3 separate regions of the Mus musculus genome follow, and regions 1 and 2 are each linked to region 3. The links are chromatin contacts, called in public HiChIP or PLAC-seq maps. All regions are on one chromosome and are shown on one strand. Each heading gives the region's core, a stretch centred on a gene start, on an enhancer-like site or on the middle of the called end of the contact. The rest is flanking DNA. Distances are from core to core; before and after follow the strand shown. Region 1 holds the start of Srp9 (signal recognition particle 9). Region 2 overlaps Capn2 (calpain 2). Region 3 holds the start of Pycr2 (pyrroline-5-carboxylate reductase family, member 2).

Region 1 (3,024 bases), core at 10-2,509, 1.2 Mb before region 3:
TTCCTGTGGGCTTGGAGAGATGGCTTAGCTGCTAAAGGCTATGCTCACAACCAAAAGTAAAAGATGCTCCCTGTAAAATCCTGTAGTAAGTACTGCCACCGCAAGCTGCCAGTACCAATATATTTTTGATTTTTACTTACATGTGTGTGTCTGTGTGTGTACATGTTAGTGTGAGAGATGTGTGGTCAGAGGGCAAATTTAAGGAGTAGATTCCCTCTTTCCATCCTTAAGTGAGTTCTGCATGCTGAGTGTCTCTGCAGTCTCATTATGATACACACACACACACACAGAGTTCGTGTTATGCACTGAGCCCGGGTTCTTGAGATTGTTAGCTGCTCATCGGTTTTTTTGTTTTTGTTTTCTTTTTCCTTAACGTGTATATTCATAAAACATGCGTCTACCATACCTTCAACAATCCTTTAAGGAATGATGAAGCTGACCTTTGTGTCCCCCTCCCGGAACTTGTTCTGAACTGCTGAGATGGGACTGGGTAGTTTGCTTTGGGGAATGAAACCGCTTGCAAACATTTATGTCTAACGTGAGAGTGCAAACAGTCTCCATGTTTCAACTGGTCCAGGAAAAGACTAAAAATCCCCACTATCCAAAAAAAAAAAAAAAAAAGTAGAGCAGGTGCTTCCTAACTGGGACGTACAGTAGCACCATTTTATAAGCTGGTACTCTCGGGTCTGGGTAGGAAAGGAAAGGGGCACTAAACTAAGCGACGGACAGGAAAGCGACGGTGCAGGGGGAGGAGCCCACTCAGCGACACGTAAACCAACCAGATCCCGAGCGGAAGTTAGGAGCTCCCCCGGGTGCAGGCCGCTGTGGGGTCCGGCGCTGCGGAAACCGCCCTGCCTGTAGCTGCTGGGGTCGCCTCGCTGGGTCACTGGGTCTCCGGGTCAGTCGGAAGCAGACGAAGGGACAGTGGCACCGGGTGGGCCGACTGTTTCCTGGGCGTGCTCAGGCCGCGCCAAGGGTAGAGAAGCCCCGGGCCCCAGGGCGGTCCCTGCAGCGACTCACCTTCATGGGGTCCGCCAGGTAGAGCTTCTCGGCCGCCCGGCTGAACTCCTCCCAGGTCTGGAACTGAGGCATCGTGGCTTCAGGCAGCGAGGAACAAGGCCGCGAAGCGAGTCACGGCGCTGTCGCCCCGGCGGCCCGCCGCTCTCCCGCAACCGCCCACAGCGCTGCACTCCGGCGGCGCAAAGACGGAGGCTCACGAGCGCTCACGCCATTGGCCAGCCTCGGCCGCGCGCCTGTCCAATGGGCAGGAGGCGTGATGTCGGGGGGCGGGGCCTCCGCTCTGAGAGGTCGGGAGAGGAGAGGGCGGCTGCCACAGCGCCGCCTGCAGGGCTGGAGGGGATAGTGCCTGTGCTGCCTTTCCAAAGACTAAGGAGCTCTGTGACCTGGTACCCAAGTCACAGTCGTGGTGATGACAAGGCGCAGCTGTCACACTCAAAGCCTAATCAAGGAGTTGGGGAGACATAACGGACGCGCAACCAAAAACTTTCTGTGGTAGACTTTTGTATCGGGTCAGTGGAACAAAAAGGAGCAAGGCTCCCAGAGGTGAGACAAACTGAATAGGGAGTAGAGAAGGGCGAGACCTCTAGGCACATTTAAGATCTGCAGTGTACGTGTACTTAAGAGGAACAGTAGTGTTCAAGGGAATGGAGGAAGAGAAGAAGCACAGAGAGAAGGAAGCTACACTGTGGCATCTGCTAGGATACGAAATTTGAGTCTTTCCCTCAGGCAGAGTGTGACACAGGACAGCTTTTAAAAGAAATTTTATTGGGGTATATAGTTTATGTGTGCAGTAAACATCGGCTTTGAGAATATACGATCATGGATTCTGAAAAAAATACATATACACACACGTCACACAGCCACAGAGCATATACCTACTTGCCTAATGTCATAATCAATATATGGGGGTATTTTTCACCTCTAGAAATTTCTTCATGCCTCCTTGTAATTCATTTCCTCTGTCTTCACTCCTGGCCCCACGAATGTTTACTCTTACTAAAAATTACATCCCCCTGTCCATTGAGCTGCTTTTTCCCCCTTCCCTTCTCCATCTTGCTCTGCCCCTCCTCAATCCGGGCCCAAAGGTTTGTTGTTGTTGTTGCTGTTGTTGTTTTTATTTTTTGTTTCTCATTACAGATGGTTGTGAGCCACCATGTGGTTGCTGGGATTTGAACTCATTCATGACCTCTGGAAGAGCAGTCAGTGCTCTTAACCCTGAGCCCTCTCACCAGCCCCCATTGATCAGCTTTAAACAGTTTTGTTGGGTTTTTTGTTTTGTTTTGTCTTGTATTGTTTTGGGTTTTCAGTGCTAAGGATTGTGCATTCTAGACAAGGTCTCTGCCACTGAACTTAGCCACATTCTCCTCCCCATCTTGCCTTCCTCTTCCCTATCTTTTTCTTTTCTTTTTCTTTCTTTCTTCTTTGTTTGTTTGTTTGTTTGTTTGTTTTTCAAGACAGGGTTTTTCTGTGTATCCCTGGCTGTCCTGGAACTCTCTCTGTAGACCAGGCTGGCCTTGAACTCAGAAATCCGCCTGCCTCTGCCTCCCAAGTGCTGGGATTAAAGGCGTGCGCCACCCCTGCCCGACTTCTTTTCTTTTTCCTTCTTTCTCTTTCTTTTTCTTTCTTTCATTTTTTCTCTTTTCTTTCCTTTCATTCATTTTCTTTCTCTTTTCTTCCTTCTTTCCTTCCTTCCTTTTTTTCTTTTGCTCTTTCTTTTTCTTTTTTTATGTCATGAGTTTGCGGAAAGTCCCAGCTATTTAGTCCAAGGCCAAACTGGGCTACTTAGAAATAAACAAGCAGGGCTGGAGAGATGCCTCAGCAGTTAAGAGCACCGACTACTCTTCCAAAGGTCCTGAGTTCAAATCCCAGCAACCACATGGTGCCTTACAACCACCTGTAATTAGATCCGATGCCCTCCTCCGGTGTGTCTCAAGACAGCAACAGCATACTCATAATAAATAAATAAATAAATAAATAAATAAATAAATCTTTTTTTTTTTAAAC
Region 2 (3,009 bases), core at 359-2,858, 1.6 Mb before region 3:
GGGATCTAGGGGTGCTCATAGGGGCCAGAGCAATGGGAAACAATTAGCCTTTTCATCCCAGAAGGCTAAGTGAGTCTCCAAGGCTGAGTCCAAGGTGTGGAAAAGCCCAGACTCTGGCTTTAACTGGCTTTGGCCAAACCAATTAAAATGGAGAGAGAAAGTCTGAATTTGTAGAGACCCCAAGGGCCCATGGATAAAAGGTCTTCTCAGGTACCCCAGACTAGAGAGAATATCACTGATTAGTTGAGGAATAGATACATCAAGAAGTAGATGCTGGTCTGACAAGGCAGGAGTCTCTGGGAGAACACATCGGAAAGAAACCCATAGCATAACCACAGATTCAGGAACAGGAAGAGGCCGGCTCCGGAGACCCTTGCAACTTTGTTCTCTGTCAGGGAACCAAGAAGAGAAGGGACCCCAGAGGGCCTGTGATTCTCAGGTCCAGGGCCCAGCCTAGTTGGTGTAAAGAGAAACTAGATTTCCCCTGAAAATTTGGTCTAGTGAAACAGGGAGTGGGGCTTTCCCTGTAGGAGCCCCTCTTGGCTCTTAAGCAATTATGCAAACATGGCTTTGACCTCAGTGCCGGCCTTGACCTCCACATTGACCTCGACCTCAGTGCTGACCTTGACCTCCACATGGACCCTGACTTCAGTGTTGACCTTGACCTCTGTGTTGAGCTTAATGCCATTGCTGACCTTGACCTCAGTGCTGGCCTTGACCTCCATGTTAACTTTGACCTCAGGGCTGACCTTGACCTCCATATTGACCTTGACCTCTGTGTTGACCTTGACCTCCATATTGACCTTGACTTCCATGATCCGGTCCCTTTGTTTGGACAGCAGCACTTTCTGCAACTTTGGAAGCACTGCCAAAGACTTGTCCAGAATCGTGAGACAGAGCTATGGCACAGCACTGTCCCCTCCCTCTCTCACTCCCACCTCAGTGGCAATCCCTGCCCCTCCTCCCCAAGCCCTCTGCCAGCTTCACACCTCCCAGAACAAAACTGCCAAAGGTGACTAAGGCTTGCACGGGATGAAAAGAAAGGCGGCAAAGTTCACCCATTGTTAAGCGGCAGCAGCATCAGGGCCAGACCTAGATTTCTAACCACATTTGTGTGTATCCGTCGGCCTCCAGTGGGCCAACTGGGTCTCTCTGGCTTAGTTTCTCACCACCCAGGCTGGGCCAGTGTCCCTGCCCAAAGTGACTGCTGCCCCTCCAGCCTTAGTGTCCAAGGCTCCTGGGTCATGGACTCAGTGGGCAACTGTCATGTCTGTTTTGTTTGCCTCCTGTTTAGCCGATGGGACAGAGTGGTGCCTAGGACAATGTGAGAAGGGCGGGTCACACCCAGGGAAGGAAAGGCCACAGGAAGGGAGAGCCTGGGCCAAGGAACAAAGTGAGCCGAAGCTACAGGGGGCTGAGAGGATAAAGAACCTAGAGTCTGAAGAGTCTGGAGGCGTGGTGATGAGGCTTATGGTGCCTTCTGGTCCTGGAAGACAAACAGGTGTGTGGAACATGCCAGAGAAGTGAAAAACTAGAAACAGAACAGAGGAGGCCAGGTCTCGGGCAAGAGGCATGAACTCTGCCTGCAGCAAGACACACCCTGGATGGGAACCCTGGAGGACTGCACCACAGGAAGTCAGAATTTTTTAGTGTGTCCCCAGGTAAAAGATGAAGGGGGCCAGGCTGGCTGTGAGACCCTCGGCCACTCCCCTGGCCACAGTAATGTCCTTTCAGTGCTGGTTCTAGACTCGAGAACCCCGCCTCCCCCACCTTCCTCAAACTGTCAGTCATTTTACCTCAGAGTTTTATAATCCTAAAGTAAATATGTGTAGCCCAAGTCTGGTCTCTCTATTTGGATGGAGATATTCTATCTCTGTTTTGTCACAGAAACAAAGTCCAGTGGGAGTAGATGACAGGACACAGGAGGCCTCTGGGGCTCAATCTGAAGTTTTGGTGTCATCCGGGATGATGTGAGGCAGCCTGGGTGACAGATTGGCATTCTGTAGACAGTGGTCACAGGCGGCTCAGTAACCTCCGGGCTAAGCATGGACATGGTCAACAGCTGCCAGCTCCCACCCTGGGGAGGCACAGCCTTGGGGACTCTCATGAGCGATAAGTGCTACAGTGACCTGTCTCTGACCCTTGTCCCTGCCCTTGTCCCGGGTGCTGGACAGAAGCCAGTATGAGGCTCTCCGGGCAAGAAAGACAGACTAGAGATGGTCTGTCACAGTTGTACAGCAGCCAAGGCAGAATTTATATATACATGTGCCTCTCCATTCCCAGGGTACACAGCCAGCAGTGTAAATACAGACAGTGCAAACATGATAGCTTTAAAGAAAACCAAGCAGCTATAAAGGAAATGCATTCCAGAGCCACACAGATGCTAGACAACTGTAATCTCGGCACTTGGGAGGCTGAGGCAGGAGGATTGCTGTAAATTTGAGACCAGTCTAGACTATTAGTGAGTTTTAGGTCAGCCTGAGTTACAGAATTGCAGACCTTAACTTAATAGAGAAAGAGAAATGTCCAGAAGGAAGAGGGAGCCCCAACCCAGAGAGAAAAGCATAAGTACAGTCAAGGGCGCTTCACTGTAGCAGGTAGCCCTGGGCTGAGGGTACAGAGGGTCTGTGTTCACTGTAGCAGGTAGCCCTGGGCTGAGGGGAGAGAGGGTCTGTGGCTCCCTCACCAGCCAGCCTAGCCTAAGTAGTCCAGTGAGAAAGCCTGCCTCAAAACGCAGAAAGGACGGCACCTGAGACTGCACTGCACACACATACACAGCCTTCTGCTCTTGTGTATACACATAACACACACACAGGCACACTCTCCTGCTCTTGTGCATATGCACACACATGAACTCTCTGCTCTCTTGTATGCACACACACACATACATTCTTGTGTATGTCACATAGCGCATACATACACACACATGTGCACACACAAATATATACAGAAGACAGAGCCTTCTGCTCTCATGTAAATGCACACACATGAAAACACACATACCCAGGC
Region 3 (3,273 bases), core at 437-2,936:
ATGATGTGGGGCTTCACAGCCAGGAACAGGACGTCGCTGTGCCGCACAGTGTCCTTATTGCTTCGGGTCAGATTCACACCCATCCTCTGCAGTAAGGAGTAGGGGACCCTGTCCGTAATGCTAGGTAATATGGCTGAGCCCGTGCCACCCATAGAATAGCAGACCCTCTCTGTCAACTGTAGCCAACACTCTGTTCTGTGCCTTCAGGGCTCCGTGACTATCCCCAAATGGCAGCTTTCCTTTCCTGCCACCGGACAAATAGGTACAAAATGGTAAGCTGCTCCACCATGGCCAGGAAAGTGGCTGTCCCCTCAACCCCAGCAATCTCGAACCTCTCTGCCAGGTGAGAGAGAACTGATGGAAAGAGCTGAGCACCCAGAGTCTGGAAGCAGAGCTGCAAAGCCCACTCCCAACCTCACAGCTGTTTACCGGAGTAACAAGTCTCCACGGGGCCCCCTCTAGGGCTCTGAGGTGCATAGCTGGGGTCCTACAGCGTTGGGGACATAAGCCTATACTAGGCACAAACAGTATCCACAGTGCTTCATCTGCTCACCTGTCCCACATTGGCCAGATGTTAGAAGACTTGGGACATTAAGCTTTATTGAATAAAGAAACTACGTAACTCACCAAGTCCCCTAGCAACGCTGTCATTTACAACATCGGTAAGCAGAATTTTCCAGACTTAGAAGCCAACACGGGCTATGCAGTGAAATTCAAAGCAGACTAACAAAAAGAACCTTTTTTTTTAAAGAATTATTTATTTATTATATGTAAGTACACTGTAGCTGTCTTCAGACACTCCAGAAAAGGGCATCAGATTTTGTTAAGGGATGGCTGTGAGCCACCATATGGTTGCTGGATTGAACTCAGGACCTTCGGAAGAACAGTCTGTGCTCTTACCCGCTGAGCCATCTCACCAGCCCAAAAAGAACCTTTCTTATATGCCTACTTTCACCCCAGTAGGATCCGACACTAACTTTGCCTGGGAGCTCCCACCACACAAGGCTGCCTCAGAGAAGGTGCAGGGCTTACAATGATGACTTCCCTAAAGGAGAGTCGGAGCCTGCCAGACTCAGGGCATCTCCGGACACGCTTTTCCTGGGCCTCTTCCTCTTGCCCACTTCCCTCCATCCCTCCTAGCCTACCCTGAGCGCAGACACCGTGGGCAGGTCCATATCCGGGGAGCTGGCTATTATCTTGTGAGCCGACAGGACGCCTACAGAAAACAAAGTTTTTCAACTGTAGATCATGGCCCAATCATGCAGTCCATCAATGGAAGCCAACAGCAGCTCTAGCAGTGCCGGCCTCCGACGCTATGCTCCCAGCAGATGGATGCAAATCTACCATCCATTCACATTCACTCATCGCCCACCCACCCACTCACTCACTCGTTCACTCTGGTGAGAGGGAAGGCTGACCACGCGCTCACCCGCGGCCGTGAAGCCCCGCGCCAGAGCACAGGCCAGCTGGCCTGCGCCGATGAAACCCACGCTCATGGCCGCAGGATCCCGGCGAGCGCCGATCCGGGGACTCTGGGGATCCCGGGGTCAGTGTCCGCGCGTGGAAAAAGATGGACCCGAATTGCTCGGAACAGCTTTCAAACCGGGATGCACCAGATGAACTGCTAGAGAGGCCCCAAGTATCCCAGAGCATCCACCGCCAAATACGCAGCCTCCGGTTGGCCACGTGTCCAAGGCAACCAATCCGAGGCTCGGGTCTGGGGCGGACCAATCGGCATCGCCGTCAGGCCGTGCGCCCGCCTCCTGATCGCGCAGCGGGTGGAACCTGTTAGCTCCGCTGGTGCGGGTCTGCTTGGCCCTGCCTGGGACACTGGTAATTCCTGGTTAGAAGAGTTGGTTTCTAACTCTGGTTCAGGAGTGAGATCTCCAAAACGCCTATTAGAGATGTACCCCTCATGGACACCAGGCTACAGCTAGCCAGCTTCGGCATGCTCCTTCCGAAGTAGAACTAGGTAGAAAAGACGAATTACTAGATCATGATTTGTTGATTTATTTAGTGATTTCCTTAAAGCACTGCTTGCACGGCCTGTTGGCCAAGCATGACTTCTCTTGCTACCCGGAACAGGGCGACCTGGAGAAACAGCTGAGACAGTGAGAAATGACTGCTTGTTTGTCCACCCCACCTTGTGGTTTTAGAGTATACAAAGAGACCCAGCATCGAAGCTTTTCAGGAGCTGTCCCGAATCACCAGTGACATCTCCTCTCTTCCATTAGAATTGTATTGTTTATTCCCAGAAAGATTTCTCGAAACATGTCCAGACGCACCAGAGGGCTCAGGAACAGCCACAAGTTGGGTTTGACTTTTGGAAAGTGTTTCACTATGTAGCCCAGGCTGTTCTTGAACTAGTGACCTTCCTGCCTCATCCTCTTGAGGGATGGGATTATAGGCGTGTAGTACATACATTTCTATAGTATACCAATCATAAGCAGTTTCCCAACGCCACCGAAACGTTATTTTACACAAGATTCTAACGTGTATTTATTCCATTAATGGACGAACCAAACAGTTAAAGTGGAACGATTTTTTTTTTCTGGCCAGAATCTCTTGCTTTGTTGCCCAGGCTAGACTTAAGTTCCTGAACTCAATGGACCTTCCTACCAGTCTTCCTAGAATTGGAAACTACATACATACTATCTGCTTTCTTGTATTCTGCTACAGTGAGGTAGATGAATAGCTACCTTCCCACCCAGCCATTTGGGACACACCCTCCAGGAGTGCCCCACCCTGACCCTACCGTCCAGCCCTTCCCTTCCGGACCTCCCAGCCAATAGGAAAACCAGTTCAGCCTCCTCCCTCCCCTCTCCCCGGGTTCTCCGCCCCCAGCATCATTTTTATCAGTGCCTCAGGGCCTTCACCCTTGTCTTATCCTTAAGTAACACGCCTGCCCCTTCTGAGAATTAGGAAGAACCAGACAATGGGACAGAGTACTGAGGTGTCCCAGGCTAGGCAGATGGCCAATCTGCAGCAGCCAACCCTCCCTTAGCTCCCTGTATTACACAGGAATCCATGTCTATTACCCAAAAATTAGGTTCAGTAGAAAGCTATGTCTTTCTTTTTCTTTCTTCTTTCTTCTTTCTTCCTTCCTTTCTTTCTTTTTTCCTTTCTTTCTCTTCTCTCTCTCTCTCTCTCTCTCTCTCTCTCTCTCTCTCTCTCTCTCTCTTTCTTTTTCAGTATTTCAGATGAAACCCCGGCCTTTTACATATCAGGCGTGGGCTCACCGTCTTCAGTCTCACCATCGAAGGAGAACCAATA

What was found. HiChIP or PLAC-seq counts read pairs in DNA pulled down with a chosen protein or histone mark.
Region 1: a FOXA1 HiChIP or PLAC-seq map of pancreatic cancer cells shows a contact between it and region 3. The contact joins the promoter of Srp9 here to the promoter of Pycr2 in region 3. A contact is called at or near these places in 1 of 39 promoter capture datasets (embryonic stem cells) and 1 of 115 datasets of contacts at active chromatin or transcription factors (pancreatic cancer cells).
Region 2: an H3K27ac HiChIP or PLAC-seq map of extraembryonic endoderm stem cells shows a contact between it and region 3, with 10 times the contacts expected there. The contact joins the enhancer-like site here to the promoter of Pycr2 in region 3. A contact is called at or near these places in 2 of 115 datasets of contacts at active chromatin or transcription factors (extraembryonic endoderm stem cells and pancreatic cancer cells).

What each region holds. Positions count from the first base shown.
Region 1 is chr1:182,122,972-182,125,995 of GRCm38.p6, reverse strand. It overlaps Srp9 (signal recognition particle 9), which reads right to left and starts at 1,259. Exons shown (of 3, transcript NM_012058.3): 1 at 1,021-1,259. The coding sequence starts at 1,092. Gm33725 (a long non-coding RNA gene) reads left to right here and starts at 1,230. Exons shown (of 3, transcript XR_373761.4): 1 at 1,230-1,563.
Region 2 is chr1:182,498,775-182,501,783 of GRCm38.p6, reverse strand. The region is part of intron 2 of Capn2 (calpain 2); the gene reads left to right. Among named protein-coding and RNA genes, the nearest start is that of Capn2, 17 kb to the left of the region's middle. Within about 2 kb of position 1,608, at least 36 of the 459 cell types and tissues checked have an H3K27ac peak or open chromatin away from gene starts, as enhancers often do. A contact at or near this core is called in extraembryonic endoderm stem cells and pancreatic cancer cells, where this site is marked.
Region 3 is chr1:180,902,687-180,905,959 of GRCm38.p6, reverse strand. Pycr2 (pyrroline-5-carboxylate reductase family, member 2) reads right to left here and starts at 1,686. Exons shown (of 7, transcript NM_133705.2): 1 at 1,430-1,686; 2 at 1,146-1,216; 3 at 1-86. The coding sequence starts at 1,496.